Regions from separate parts of the Mus musculus genome. Here all the other regions are linked to region 1. Evidence: chromatin contacts called from public ChIA-PET, HiChIP or PLAC-seq and promoter capture Hi-C data. All regions are on one chromosome and are shown on one strand. The core of a region is the stretch at or near the end of the contact, and the rest is flanking DNA. Distances in the headings are between cores, read along the strand shown. Region 1 holds the start of Ncoa2 (nuclear receptor coactivator 2). Region 2 has its middle 130 kb from the start of Slco5a1. Region 3 overlaps Xkr9 (X-linked Kx blood group related 9). Region 4 has its middle 45 kb from the start of Gm39592. Region 5 overlaps Lactb2 (lactamase, beta 2).

Region 1 (2,638 bases), core at 87-2,586:
TATTTTCTAGCTATAGCCAAGTAGGCATATACTTTTCTTTTTCTTTGTCATAATAAACTGGAGCTAAAAAAAAAATACGATCAAAAAGCATGTTTTGCAATTAATGGACCTGGGCTCAAATCTTGCCCACCTTGCTTACTGTGTAACTCTACAAAAATTACTTCTTTAGGTTTCAATGTTTTATGAGGTATAAAAATAGCAATTACTTCGTAAGGTTTGAGGATTAAAATTTGGAGTGTGTGTGAATCACTTAATGCAGTGCCAAGTCGTTACAGTTCAATAAACACTTATTGTCTATGGCAAGTGACCTTTCATAAGAGTTAAAATAAGGAAACGTGTTCCTGTCATATTTTGATAACTTCCGTTAAGCAAACAAATGTTGCTCATTTCTTTCAACTAATTATATCTAAATGGAAAAGAAGTTGCTTTTCCAGTTAAAAACCAAACAACATTTAAACGTGAAAACTCCTCCACGTCTCCTTAATCCCAATACTCCATTGAGGATTTGATAATGGATTCCCCAATTAAAAAACAAAACAAAACTTTTGTTGTCTCACTGCGTGCGGAGAACACTCCCCTCGGTCTTTCTAAATACTGAGCAGCCTTTGCTTTGTCAGGCAATCCCGGGGTGGTACCCCGGTAAGTTCGCCTCCCGCGGTCACGCCCCTCTATCCCCTCCAGAGACCTCAGGGACAGCAATTGGGGAGGCGTATCCACGAAAAAACCGAGGGGACATGGTGGCCAAGGAGTGCGCCCCGGAACAGCGTCTGGGTGCAGAGGTGCGCCCGAGGGGTGCAGGCTGCCGGCTACCGGGCCCTGCCTGAGCGCGCGCGGGAGGCACCTCTGGGACTAGGTTTTCCGCGACCTTCTCGCCGCAGCGTCCCTGCCGTCGGAGGCGCGGCAGTCCCTTGGCCTCCACCCCCAGGCCCGGGCCAGTCCCCCTTTTTAGCTTTCTTTTGGGCATTGCCCTTTGCCCTCGCATGGAGTCCTCTGTTGACTCTCCCTTCACTTCCAGTCACCCATAGGTCACGGTCCCTAGACCACAGCCACCCATCTTGTCCAACTCCCCGAGCTCTGAAGTCTCGCCAGCCAGGGAGATGCTGAGGACCCCGCGGGTGGGGTAGCCCCGGTGTTCCCGGGCCCACGCTCGGGGGCGCGGGACGCAAGTTTCCGCCCGGTCCCCTGAGCGGTGACAGCGTTCGCTCGGAGGCGGCGGGGAGGCGGAGGGCGGGCCAGCCCCGTGCCCGAGCCCCCTCCCCTGCTCGCGAGCTCGCGCGGTCTGTGTCTCTCTCCGCAAGTGCAGAGCCGCGGAGGAGGAGGGGGAGGAGGAGGAGGGAGCTGGGGGAGGATCTCCATTGAAATAAACAACCAGGCAGCAGTTATTAACACGGGAACATGGCGGCCGCAGCCTGGGCTCCCGCGGCGGCGGCGGAGGTCAGCGCCGACGGCAGCCCGCACCTGACGGCGTGACGGCCACATTGGTAAGCGCGCCTCCCCTGGGGGCTCACGGGCGGCGGGCGGGGGGCGCCGCATTCCCACCCGGGCCGCTGCCCTTGGTGCGCGCAGCCCGGCGGAGCCGCGCGCCGGCCGGCCGGGCAGGCTGTTGTTGTGTGCGGGCACCGCTGCCCAGGCGTGCGGAGCCCGCGACGCCCATCCTCGAGGCGCGGCCGAGCCGGGGACTCGGCTCCCGGGGGGAGGGGGGAGGGCGGGAAGACGCCGAGTCCCCGGGAGAGAAAGGAGGCGCTCGGGCGCCGGGCGAGAGAGCTCGGGAGACGAGCCCTGGAGCGCGAGGCGGGTGGAGGCTGCAGCCCGCGGCGCCGGCCGAGAGGTGAGCACCAGGCTGGGAAGCGGCGGTTGTGCCGCGGGCCCCTGCTCCGGCCCCCTCGAGGCTGCGCGGCGCAGCCCGGGCAGGCGGGGGAAGCCCGGGCCGGCGGGCGCAGTCGCGGCCGGTGCTTTCTTCCCGGGAGGCGTGCGGCCACTGCTGCACGGGTGGGAGCCGGCCGAGGGGAGGCAGGACCTGGGAAGTGCCGGGGGTGTGTGAAGGTGACGCGGCCGGCAGGGGCGGCGGCGGGGGCTCGGGCGTCTGGGGGGCCTCGGGCTTGGGTGGCTTCGGGGCGGTAGCGCTCGGGCCGCGCAGGCCGGGCCGCGGTGGGGGCGGGGAGCCGGGGTCGGGCGGCGGCGGCGGTGGCGGCGCCGCGCCGGGCTCGCCCCTGACTTAACTTTCTGGGTGCGGGCATGTGTGCCGGAGGCGCGCTGGGGCCGCGGCCGGGGGCGGGAGGCGGGCTGCGGGCCAGGAGGTTCCGGGTTGGCTCGCCAGCGCCCCCTCTTCCGTACCCCTTCTGCGGCCCCTGCAGGGACAGGCCCTCGGGGGCCCCCCGCGGGAAGCGGGAGGGGTCCTGGCGGCCCTCGCGCCCCGGTCACGCCCTGGGCCGGGGACCCTCCTCTCCGGGCCCCTGGAGGCTCCCGGGGAGGCGTCCAGGGTCGGCGCCGCGGGCTGGAGTGCCCGCACCCCGCCCCTGGGGGAGTCCTGGAGGCGCCGCGGCCGCGCTCGGGGGTGGCTCGGTCCCTGCTTCCATGGTCCCTCCCTTTCCCCTCCCCCAAGTGGCTTCCGGGGCCTGCGGACTGAGGGGCGGGAATC
Region 2 (2,638 bases), core at 103-2,602, 510 kb after region 1:
GCCCTGCACCCCTCCCAACCTCTGCTCATGCCCAGAGGGCGCTCTGCTGGTATCACACTAAAGCTCTGGGCTCCCACGTGAGCGAGAACATGTGCTAGTCCTCTCTGTGTCAGATTACACGTAACACGCTGTCCTGCAGGCCCACCAACTACTGCATTTGGATGCTTCTCCTGTCTCACAGGAGTTCTCCTGAATGCGCTGGCATCTGAAACTTCTGGGTGAGAGGCAGGAGGTGAAAGACTGAAACAGCAGCATGAGTCACAGCTGAAGCCCTGAGCCAAGGCGAAAGCCCTGAGCCACGGCGGAAGCCCTGAGCCACGGCGGAAGTTCTGAGCCACGGCGGAAGCCCTGAGCCACGGCGGAAGCCCTGAGCAGATATATTTAGTCGGCTGTGAGCACTCTTGATGGAAAGATGATTGCTCCATTTTGCGCTCCCGACACACCTCATGGTGTGCTGAGAGAGTCGCAATGGTCCACATACCTGGGCTGGTACATGAGTTATATGAGTGAGTGGTTGTGCAGCTGGGAGAGCCTCGATTTCCTCCTGCATTGCAGTCACCGGGAAAGCCATTCACACAGATGGGAAGGATGCTGCCACACACTCTAGCTAGTCTAGCTAGTGAGTTAGGACCAAAAATGCTACCTTCTGCTGGGCTTCTTAGCCCTTCTACAGGGGAACTTCCCAAACTCACAGGTTCAGAATACCCTCCCTCCCCTCTCTCAACCCGAAAGCCCAAAAAAGCTGGTTCAAGGAACCAGTTTGACTCTAGAAGATTTTAGCAGCTGTTTAAAATGGCTATGCTGTGGGCAGAGTAAGGCAATATGATTTCTCCCCAATTACTTACAGTTTCTGTAACCTGAACGCCCCCCGCCCCCAAGCGTATGCACACTTTCATGACATTAAGAAATGAACAGTACGGAGGGTTATAGACTCTGGTCATTTCATTTCCTTGCTTTAACCCAGCCTTGGAGTTTTATTATTGAAAAAGCATCTAGTTTCTTTTGCTCTTTGTAAAATGGCCAACGAAGTAGAGATGGTCTCCATGGCTTCAGCACGTGTGAATCAAAGACATGCTTTTAATTGCGCAAAGTCAGAGCTGTCCTGGGAGCTGGAGATTTCCTGTACAGCTTTGAGGGTAAGAGCCAACATTTGACACAGTTCCAATTTATGATAGGAACACAAAACAGCAGAGAGATGAAACTGCACTTGGGTCTACTGTGATGGCTCAGGCTCTGAAGAAAGGTCACACTTGCCACGGATCAAGATATTTTCTTGTCAAATGCAGTACATGAGAGCAAGCATGAACAAACTGCAGTGTATGGAAATGAAAATGTCTTTAGCTGTACTGAAGTGCCACCTAGTGTTCATTATGAAAAGCACACTGGGATCCATCCCATAATCAGCCTCCAAATGCTGACACCATTGCATACGCCAGCAAGATTTTGCTGAAAGGACCCTGATATAGCTGTCTCTTGTGAGGCTATGCCAGTGCCTGGCAAACACAGAAGTGGATGCTCACAGTCAGCTATTGGATGGATCACAGGGCCCCAATGGAGGAGCTAGAGAAAGTACCCAAGGAGCTAAAGGGATCTGCAACCCTATAGGTGGAACAACAATATGATCTAACCAGTACCCCTGGAGTTCGTGTCTCTAGCTGCATATGTAGCAGAAGATGGCCTAGTCGGCAATCATTGGGAAGAGAGACCCCTTGGTCTTGCAAACTTTATATGCCTCAGTACAGGAGAATGCTAGGGCCAAGAAGTGGTAGTGGGTGTGTAGGGGAGTGGGGGGGGGGAAGGGTATGGGGGACTTTTGGGATAGCATTTGAAATGTAAATGAAGAAAATATCGAATTAAAAAAATTAAACTCTCTCACACACACACACAAAAGAAAAAAAAGAAAAGAAAAGAAAGAAAAGCACACACTCTACTTCTATGCTCCTGACTTTAGAGGATGCAAAGTCTAGGACCTTTTTTCTTCTGCAGAAAGCTACTAGAATTAACTAGTTCTTCTCAATCCTTGAATTGGGTTTGTTGGGCTTATGGGGGTGGGAGAGGGTAGGGAGGGTACAGGTTCCAAACCTGAGGATTCGGGAAGTTTTCTGGTACAAGGACTAGGAGACCCAGTAGGAAGCGATATTTTTGGTCATAGTTCACATATCAGGTTGAAATCTCTCACCTTGCTGTCTCTGTGTGATGTCTCTACTCCCTAAATGTCAGAGTCTAATTCTAAAAGGCCGTTCTCTCTCCTTGCATGTACAGCGTCATGTGTCTTGACAGCCCAAGATACTGTGCTGGCAAAGTCTTCGGCAACAGTGTAGGGGAAAGCTAGCTCACTAGTCCAATGAGCGTGGTCACAATAGGCTATTTCTTGAGTGTGGGAAGGGCTGGGAACTCGGAGAAGCCACAGGTTGGCCTTAGAGGACTACTGTAGTTCCTAACAGCAGCTTTGAGGGTCACATGTCCCTCAGAGATGCAGCGTGGAACACGTTTTGTTTGGGGGGGGGGGTCTTACTTGATATCCAAGAATGCATTGTCTACTAACATAAACTTTGTAAACACCCAACAAAATTTGACTCTATTGGGAAATTGAACAGGGGCGTACTTCCAGCTCTGCCCATACCCTGTTTTTGACAAA
Region 3 (2,638 bases), core at 90-2,589, 330 kb before region 1:
CTATTTGATAGTCAACAGTTGACCAAGAAATAGCACAGCAGGAAACCATGATGACCATGCCTACAAAAGAAAAACAAAAAACACACTAGGTTAGAAATGGTAACAGTAATATTAGTAACAATAAACTAGCATGTGCCCTGCATGCTGTAGCAGTGTAGACACATGCCATAGCTTATATGTCTAATTCTTCGATATCCCCACATTGCATTAGTAGAGCTGAGGAAAATTGAAGAAATATATTCCTTGACTCTTATTGTGCAACTAGAAAGTGATGGAACTAATATTTATTGGTAGGCTAATCAACTGTATCATACTACTTTAGAATTATCTTGAATAGATTCAATAAATAATACCTTGGCTAAACACTACAATTGTAAGTCTTGGTTTTCTACACTATTTGGCTTTAACCCTATACCATACTTAATTCACTGGGAGATAGCTTAATGGATTATGAGACAGATAAAAAGAAAATTTAACATAAGTATACATCATTAACAAAATAATTTTTCAGAACCTACAGACTCTACATCATATGAACAAACAGACTCCAAAATTTACAAAGTTCTATAGATTTGGCACCTTTACCAGCACACAGCAGAAGTTCATTACTGTTCTGAAAATACAAGTCATTACTACCTCACTCAAAGCAGAGGATGGTTTAAAAAGTGAAGCAAATAGAAGCAAAGACAGAAAGAAATAGTCACAGAGAATATAGAATATGAGTCCTTTCGGGTACTTAGTATCTGAGGTCTATACATGTACAGCCAGATTTCCAATGTCATTTCTTGACAAATCTTCTTACAAACGTCTTTCTCCTCTCTTGATTTTGGCACAAAACACTAAGAACCTGGACTTAACTTTTCTCCTATTCTTTAATTACAATACTGCTTTCTCCTAAATTATCTGGTGTGTTGGGTTTTTGGTTTTTTTCAATGTTATATCTATGGCTGTCTGGCCTGCATGCGCCTGGTGCCCATGGAGGTCAGAAGAGGGCACTGATCTCCTGGAGCTGGAGTTAGGGATAATCATGAGTCATCGCATGGCTTTTGGAACCTGAACCTGAACCTTGTGCAAGAGCAGTAAATACTCTTAACTGCTAACCTATCTTTCCTGCCCATGTGATGTGTTTTTATATTGGGGGATGTTTTTTTTTTGGGGGGGGGGGCTTGGCTTTGTTTTGTTTAGTTTTGTTTTTTGCTTTGTTTTGCTTTGCTTTCCTTTGTTTTTGCTGTGTTTTGTTTTGTTTTGTTTTGTTTTGTTTTGTTTTGTGAAACAGAGTCCACTATGTAGTCCAGGGTAGTTTTAAACTCAAGTTAAGCTGTGTGCTTCCAGCTCCTGAGTGCTGGGATTACAAGTGTACACCACCATGCCTGGCTTTAATCTCCACCAAATTAATGCATATGCATAGTTTTAAAAGTTCTACAGTCCTTGAAGAACCCAGCAGTCACTCGCTTTAGCTCCCTTGACAGTGAGCTGTAACCCCCAGAAGATGTCCCTTAGAGCTCCCCTAGTTGTCCCTTTGACACACGCTGTCATAGTTCTACACAAAGCACAGTCTGAGTTTATCTGTAGTGGACCTGCTCACTCACTTCCCATTCAGAGAAAGGAAAGCTTGGCACATATAAATATGGCCGTCCTCCAGCCCTCTCCCTCCAACTCCCCAAAGAGAAACAAAATGGTGTTTAGCAAAAATCTTCAATGTTCACTTAATCATAACGACATCAGTAGGGCTTGTGTTGGCTTGGGGCTATTTTTTTTTAACCTCTCAGAAACTATATCTTCTTCTTTTAGAGCATTTTTGCTTCCTGTAATTAGCATTTGCCTTCCTTCACACTTGATTTCTGTCTCCCACACTCTGAGAAGTCATCAAAACTGATGACTCCTGTTTGTGAGACTCAGAAAAGCCCTCAGGGTACAAACGCCTTATTAGTTCTAGTCAGGCTGAGAGCATTCCCACTTCCATATATTACATCAGATATTTTTCTGAGAGCATCCTCAGTTCCATATGTTACCTCAGATATTTTGCATTTAGGAAAGTCTTTCTAAGTATCGTATACAATGCCATGTTTTCAGTGGAAGGGTTGCCTATGAATCCTTTAGTCCTTAAGTGAGAAAGCTGATGCTCATAGCCTACTTCCCATCTACTTCCCATGCTGAGTGGAGAGATGAGTTCCCAGACAGCAGGGCAGGAGAGGTCCTGGGTGGGCAGATGTTCCCTGCTGGAGCTTAGAACAGACTCATTTTGCTCAGTGAATGGCTGCCCTTCTCCATATCTGAACAGATGTAGCCTCTGAGTTGTGAGGAGAGGGTCTCCACTGACACCATCCTGCCATGCTTAGCAAACTGAGAAGCAACAAGCACTCCTTTTCCATGTGCCTTAGGGTACTCAGTGCAGCCACTACCCAGAGCTAGAATAAACAAGATGGTATACTATGTTAAGATGACAGACAACCCAGGAGGACTTCAGACTAAATTCTTCCAGGCTCTGCCCACCCTCCACACCCTCTGCCCAAAGATTGAAATATAGATAAAATTGGACTTTGGAGCCTGAGTCTGTCATCCTGCTCTTTCATGCAGCTGGGCCAATCAGTGATCAAAGAAACCAACCTCATCACTATTGGCCCTTTGCCACTAATGA
Region 4 (2,638 bases), core at 95-2,594, 310 kb after region 1:
CATCCCTTCTTCCAGTTATGCTGCCGGGTGTTCTCTTGCTAAGGCACAGCCAGTTTCCTTCCGCTGAGGCTCAGGTCTATATAGCCTGAGCTAACCCTGGAACTCATTACGTAGCTCAGGTTGGCCTCACATTTTTTCAGTGATCCTTCAGCCTTTGCCTCCTGAGTGCTGGGATTTCAGGTGTGAGCCACAGCCTCCTGCCTTCTTCCTTTCCCAGATTCACTGAAACACAAAGACAGACAATTGAGTAGCTTTGCTTGCATCAGCCTGATTTTTCAGGGTGCTGGGGATCAGCTGCTCCTCACAAAAGCCTTCTGAGTGCCAAGCACATATTCTTCTGATAAGCACCACCCTCAGCTCACTGATGTCTTTTTGAAGGTACACATCTGCCTTGATAGCTGGGACCAAGAGACTCAACAGCTCAGCAGTTACTTTTGTTCTTCATGGTGAGAATGCCACAGAAGATTTTGAGGAGCCTTGGTGGAGTTGCTATGTGTTATCAGAGAAGCTGAGGACTTCGCTCTGGGTTTTTGGCCTTGCTACTACTGAAAAAAAAAATTAAGAATTGGCTGAAAAGAAATCTTGAGGGTGCTCTTATTAGAGTTTAAAAGAAAAACCAGGCTGGAGAGATGACTCAGTGATTAAGATCACAGACTGCTTTTCCAGAGATCCTGAGTTCAATTCCCAGCCTGGTCTATTGAATGAGTTCCATAATAGCTAGAGCTACACAGAGAAACCCTGTCTTGAAAAACCAAAGGAGAGCTCTGGAAGAGATGGCACAGCACTTAAGAGCACTGACTTCTTTTCCAGAGGTCCTGAGTTCAATTCCCAGCAACTACATGGAGGCTCAAAACCATCTATAATGGGATCTGATGCTCTCTTCAGTTGGGTCTGAAGACATACAGCAACAGATAACTTATATACAGAAAACCAAAGGAGAGGGTTTTCTTCAGTGTTCTTGTTACCGGAGCAATATAGAGTCATCTTTTGTGCTATCTTATGTAAATGAGTACACTATAGTTGTCTTCAGACACACCAGAAGAGGGCATCAGATCTCATTACAGGTGGTTGTGAGCCACCATGTGGTTGCTGGGAATTGAACTCAGGACCTCTGGAAGAGAAGTCAGTGCTCTTAAGTGCTGTGCCATCTCTTCCAGACCTCTCCTTTGGTTTTTCAAGACAGGGTTTCTCTGTGTAGCTCTAGCTATTATGGAACTCATTCAATAGACCAGGCTGGCCTTAAACCCAGAGATCACCCTGCCTCTGCCTCAGGATCAAAGCACTGGGATCAAAGATATGCTCCATCACTGCCCATTTCCTAACACATTTCAGTTTACAATCCAGTGTTGGATTCCATGACAACAGTTCAAGATTGTCATTGTGGCGTGTCAAGTTCAAGACCAGCATGGACTAAACACACCCCTGTCTCAAAAATAAGAAGAGAGGAGAGAGGAAGAGAAAAAGGATGAGGAGGAGGAGGAGGAAGAGGAGGACGAGGAGGACGAGGACGAGGAGGAAAGAGAAGAAAGGAAATCCAGAATGTGGTAGTTTGAGATGGGTCAGTTTAACAGAAAGGCAGACTGTACACATTTAACCCTCTTTTGTAGTTTGAATAAGAATGGTTTGCATAAGTGCATAGACTTGAATGCTTGGTCACCAGGGAGTGGCACTATTATTTGAAAGGATTAGGGGTAGTGATCTTTTTGGAGGAAGTGTTTTGGCTTTGAGGTTTCAGAAGCTCATGCCAACTTCAGAGTCTTTTTCTCCCCTACTGTTTGTGGATCCAGACGTAGAACACTAAGCTCCTTCTCCTGTGTGCTGCCATGCTCCTCGCCAAGCTAATGATGAACTAAACCTCTTATAGTATAGGCAGGCCGTAATGAAATGCTCTCCTTTATAAGATGTGCTTCCTCGGTCATGGTCTCTTCACAGCAGTAGAACATCGACACCTACTGAATAGCAGAGGGTGTTACATTTTTCAAATTATATTGATGGTTACTGCTTTGTAGCCCACAGATCCTCAATAAAAATTTACACTGAGAGCTGGGTACAGCGGTTCCTCCCTGTCATCCCAGCACTCGGGAGGTTGGGGGAGAAGGACCAAGAGTTCAAGATCAATCTTAGCTGTGTGCACATTGCCTTAAACAAAACAAAAATTAAAAACAAAAACAACTTCTCTTTTGAGACTATGTAGCTTCGGCTTAGGACTCACTATGCAGATTGGGTAGATCTGTAACTCAGAGATCTCTGCCTGCCTCTTGAGTGCTTTGCAGAATTCTTTAATTGGCAGAGAAACAAAGTACATTATGACTCCGATATGGTAATAAGTGGAAAGGCACAGGGTGCCCAGGTCCATGTCCTGCAGGGGATGGGTGGGGAGGAGAAAAACATCTTGACGGGTGTACATACATAGGAAAACCCAGCCTGTTCAGGATTTGCTACCATTTGAAGCCTCTCCTTCAGGGTCTTAGAACACATGGTCAGTGGGCACTGTTGTTACCAGTGATGGCCTGGATAGGAGTACAACAATGAGAGCTTGCTGGTTTGAAACAAACAGATGTAAGTGCGGTGATCCCAGAACAGGGTGGGTGGAGATGGGAGAATGAGGAGTGGAAAGCCAGCCTTGGGTACATAGTAA
Region 5 (2,638 bases), core at 50-2,549, 270 kb before region 1:
TGTTTCCTGATTTTCTTCTGATGAAAGCTGTAGAGCTATTTGTGAGTCCTGAGAACTGACTGGGAGGACAGAGTTGTTGGCACGAGCCTCATGGTATCATAATCAAGGTGAACTTTACTGGGGACCCATTTTTGACAACTTAGGCTTTTGCTAAGGTTATTTTCTAAGTCATTTTACTAAATACCTTAGAAAAGACTTTTTTTGACATCTTGGTAAGGGTAAAGACCTCAATAACAATACATGAAAAATGACGTCCAAATGGCATTGGCCTGTGTTAGGAATCTCCATTTCTCGGTGTGTTATCTCTGCTCCACCTGAGCCTGTTCCATCAGCAGGCTTAAGGTACTTGTCACACAGCTCAAAGAAGAATACAACTTGTGTATGTGGCAGGTTTCAATTCTGCTTGGGGTTTGTTTGTTTGTCTGTTTGGGATTTGGGGTGTGGAGGATTGAATCCAGGACCGCACGTGTTCAGGTGTTCTGCCTCTGAGCTCCAGCCACGGCCTGAATATTTGTTAAGCACATTTCCAATATTTTTTTAACCACCTTTCCCCTAATGTCCCCTCATCTTCCAGGTTCCTGATACCCCAAATGCTCAGCTTTCAGGGGCCTCTGCTAGGTGATCCCCAGCTTTCTCTGCCCGCTTAGCCCTCAGCTTTCTGGTGACTGCTAATACTGTCAACTGCTCTCATTCAGCTGTGCTCGTCCTGCCCATTCCTTTCATCCCTGTTGGGATTACATCTTTACCAAAAAAAAAAAAAAAACCCAAAGCAAAACAAACACCTTTTCTGGGGGTTTTAGAAGGAAAACATATGTAGATATGCACTCTACTGTCTCTAATCAAGAACCCATATTGAGTCCCTAAGTATTAAATATAAATATGCAGTTATATTTGCCCTATTCCCCTAAATAGGTCATTATTGAGAGTTTTATTTAAAATATTTCAAGAATATACAAATCAGTCTATGTAAATCAGACAGAGAAAGGTAATTAAGTTAGTCTCTTATAAATAAAATTAAGTTTGAGAAGTATTAGTCAGAATTTACTGATGTCTTCTGTGATTCACTCATGGACAGTGGGAAGGTTAGTAGAACCCACCCTGGAGCCGTGTCAGGCTTAGGTGTGCATTACCCACAAGCAGCTGGGTCAGCGCCAAGACAAGGAAAGCTGGGTTGTAAAACCAGATGTCACTAAGAGCTGCGAACTGCAAGCAGACAGTGGAGAATAACAAGGGCCCTGCTCATCAGGAGCCTGAATAGTAAACAGGAAAACAGGGTGCAAGCTGTAAAGTACAAGTGTGACTCACCGTGCACTACGTGGAGAGCAAGTGTGACTCATGGTGCACCACATAGAGAGCAAGTGTGTCTCCCAGTGCACCAGGAAAACAAGAGGAGTGCACCAGCTGAGACATGAAGAGGTGCTTTGCAGAACAAACTAGACTTAGCTCTTCATTTACTATTGGTATAGCTATAAAACTTAATGTGAATATAAATAAAAAGCTCTTAAAGACATATTTCTTGTTACGTAAAGGTACCATAATCTGTTCATAAGTTTAAGGGCTTTTTGATAGCAAGTATTAGTCATAGGCCATCCTGGGTTTCATCATGACATTTACACCGTCTTACATCCTCTATCCTTCCTTTACTGTCCCACTCTGCTGCTCCTTTCCTTCTGCCAGCTAGTCCCCTCCTTCCACATCCTTTCTCCCCATCCCAGCCGCCCCTCCGTCGGGGTGTGTGGGTGTGCGGGCGGGCAGGCAGGTGTTTAGGATTGTTTACAGGAGCATGGGTGGTGGAGTTAGAGTTTGGGCAACTAAATTAGTGGCTGCACTACCAAAGAATAGCATAAATCAAGTTCTTAATGTCCATAATTAGTCTTGGTTAAGGTTTTTATTTGATTCTAAAGGCTTGTTTGTCTTTGCTTCTGAGGCACATAGTTTTAAATATTTATATGGCTTACAAATACTCTTGACATTAATTGGCTCCTTAGTTGATGCTTTTTCATCTGTTTGAGTGTTTTACCTTTACTTTCATGTATGTATGTACTCTTATTTCTCTAAAATTTTTATATAAATACTATTAGAGTAAAATTTTATTTTCGGAACATGTAGCACTGTCCCAGCTATTATGTAGAGAGCTTCGGGATTTACCTATAGAAATTTAATAATGTAGAGAAATGCAATGAAGTAAATGAAAACTTTAAAACACACAGTTTTGTTTTTTAATTGTTACCATACAAAATTGAAAAGTTATGTTCTTATCTAAAAGTACTGTTTCTGAGTAATCTTGATTTTCATCTTTTTTATCCTTTCATGTTTTTCAAATTTGTTGTAATCATCTTACTTATGAAATAAGAAGAAAATATGTTATTGAATGTGTACTTTTGGATAAGAAACATGATCTAAGAATAGGAGATATTTGTGTGGGGTCAGATTTTTACAAGCAACCCCTGGGAAAAAATGAAATCCCCTCCTTGACAGCATGTGTTGCCGTCTTGTCTACAGGTGACAGAATTGGTCACTTCTCAACATTTTGCGCAAGCGTAAGAATTCATGCTTGTTGATTTGTTGTTCTTCCTAACCTGTGTTCTTACCTAGAGTTTTGTACACTCCTGGCCACACTGATGATCACATGGCTTTA

The links. Promoter capture Hi-C pulls out the DNA fragments that hold promoters and counts their contacts. ChIA-PET counts read pairs in DNA pulled down with a chosen protein or histone mark. HiChIP or PLAC-seq counts read pairs in DNA pulled down with a chosen protein or histone mark.
Region 2: a promoter capture Hi-C map of hippocampal neurons shows a contact between it and region 1, with 3 times the contacts expected there. The contact joins the enhancer-like site here to the promoter of Ncoa2 in region 1. A contact is called at or near these places in 4 of 39 promoter capture datasets (embryonic stem cells, hippocampal neurons, pre-B cells and 1 more), 2 of 484 Hi-C or Micro-C datasets (embryonic stem cells and muscle stem cells), 3 of 115 datasets of contacts at active chromatin or transcription factors (astrocytes, bone marrow-derived macrophages and embryonic stem cells) and 1 of 9 other capture datasets (embryonic stem cells).
Region 3: a contact with region 1 is called in a promoter capture Hi-C map of liver. The contact joins the enhancer-like site here to the promoter of Ncoa2 in region 1. A contact is called at or near these places in 3 of 39 promoter capture datasets (the HPC-7 cell line, liver and pre-B cells) and 3 of 115 datasets of contacts at active chromatin or transcription factors (large pre-B cells, pancreatic cancer cells and pro-B cells).
Region 4: a contact with region 1 is called in an H3K4me3 HiChIP or PLAC-seq map of embryonic stem cells, with 8 times the contacts expected there. The contact joins the enhancer-like site here to the promoter of Ncoa2 in region 1. A contact is called at or near these places in 3 of 39 promoter capture datasets (the C10 cell line, embryonic stem cells and stem cell-derived epiblast-like cells), 10 of 484 Hi-C or Micro-C datasets (brown adipocytes, cerebellum, embryonic stem cells and 1 more), 11 of 115 datasets of contacts at active chromatin or transcription factors (embryonic stem cells, large pre-B cells, pro-B cells and 1 more) and 1 of 9 other capture datasets (embryonic stem cells).
Region 5: an RNA polymerase II ChIA-PET map of effector CD8 T cells shows a contact between it and region 1, with 11 read pairs. The contact joins the enhancer-like site here to the promoter of Ncoa2 in region 1. A contact is called at or near these places in 7 of 39 promoter capture datasets (the 3T3-L1 cell line, the C10 cell line, the HPC-7 cell line and 2 more), 4 of 484 Hi-C or Micro-C datasets (CD8 T cells, Th1 cells, embryonic stem cells and 1 more), 6 of 115 datasets of contacts at active chromatin or transcription factors (effector CD8 T cells, embryonic stem cells, forebrain and 3 more) and 2 of 9 other capture datasets (adipose tissue and liver).

What each region holds. Positions count from the first base shown.
Region 1 is chr1:13,372,781-13,375,418 of GRCm38.p6, reverse strand. It overlaps Ncoa2 (nuclear receptor coactivator 2), which reads left to right and starts at 1,336. Exons shown (of 23, transcript NM_008678.3): 1 at 1,336-1,481.
Region 2 is chr1:12,862,950-12,865,587 of GRCm38.p6, reverse strand. No RefSeq gene overlaps it. Among named protein-coding and RNA genes, the nearest start is that of Slco5a1, 130 kb to the left of the region's middle. Within about 2 kb of position 1,352, at least 97 of the 459 cell types and tissues checked have an H3K27ac peak or open chromatin away from gene starts, as enhancers often do. A contact at or near this core is called in bone marrow-derived macrophages, hippocampal neurons and muscle stem cells, where this site is marked.
Region 3 is chr1:13,698,177-13,700,814 of GRCm38.p6, reverse strand. Xkr9 (X-linked Kx blood group related 9) reads right to left here. Exons shown (of 4, transcript NM_001011873.2): 4 at 1-60. Among named protein-coding and RNA genes, the nearest start is that of Xkr9, 31 kb to the right of the region's middle. Within about 2 kb of position 1,339, at least 4 of the 459 cell types and tissues checked have an H3K27ac peak or open chromatin away from gene starts, as enhancers often do. A contact at or near this core is called in liver, where this site is marked.
Region 4 is chr1:13,058,842-13,061,479 of GRCm38.p6, reverse strand. No RefSeq gene overlaps it. Among named protein-coding and RNA genes, the nearest start is that of Gm39592, 45 kb to the left of the region's middle. Within about 2 kb of position 1,344, at least 5 of the 459 cell types and tissues checked have an H3K27ac peak or open chromatin away from gene starts, as enhancers often do. A contact at or near this core is called in embryonic stem cells, where this site is marked.
Region 5 is chr1:13,638,367-13,641,004 of GRCm38.p6, reverse strand. It overlaps Lactb2 (lactamase, beta 2), which reads left to right. Exons shown (of 7, transcript NM_145381.2): 4 at 2,596-2,638. Among named protein-coding and RNA genes, the nearest start is that of Lactb2, 21 kb to the left of the region's middle. Within about 2 kb of position 1,299, at least 74 of the 459 cell types and tissues checked have an H3K27ac peak or open chromatin away from gene starts, as enhancers often do. A contact at or near this core is called in CD8 T cells, Th1 cells, effector CD8 T cells and 2 more, where this site is marked.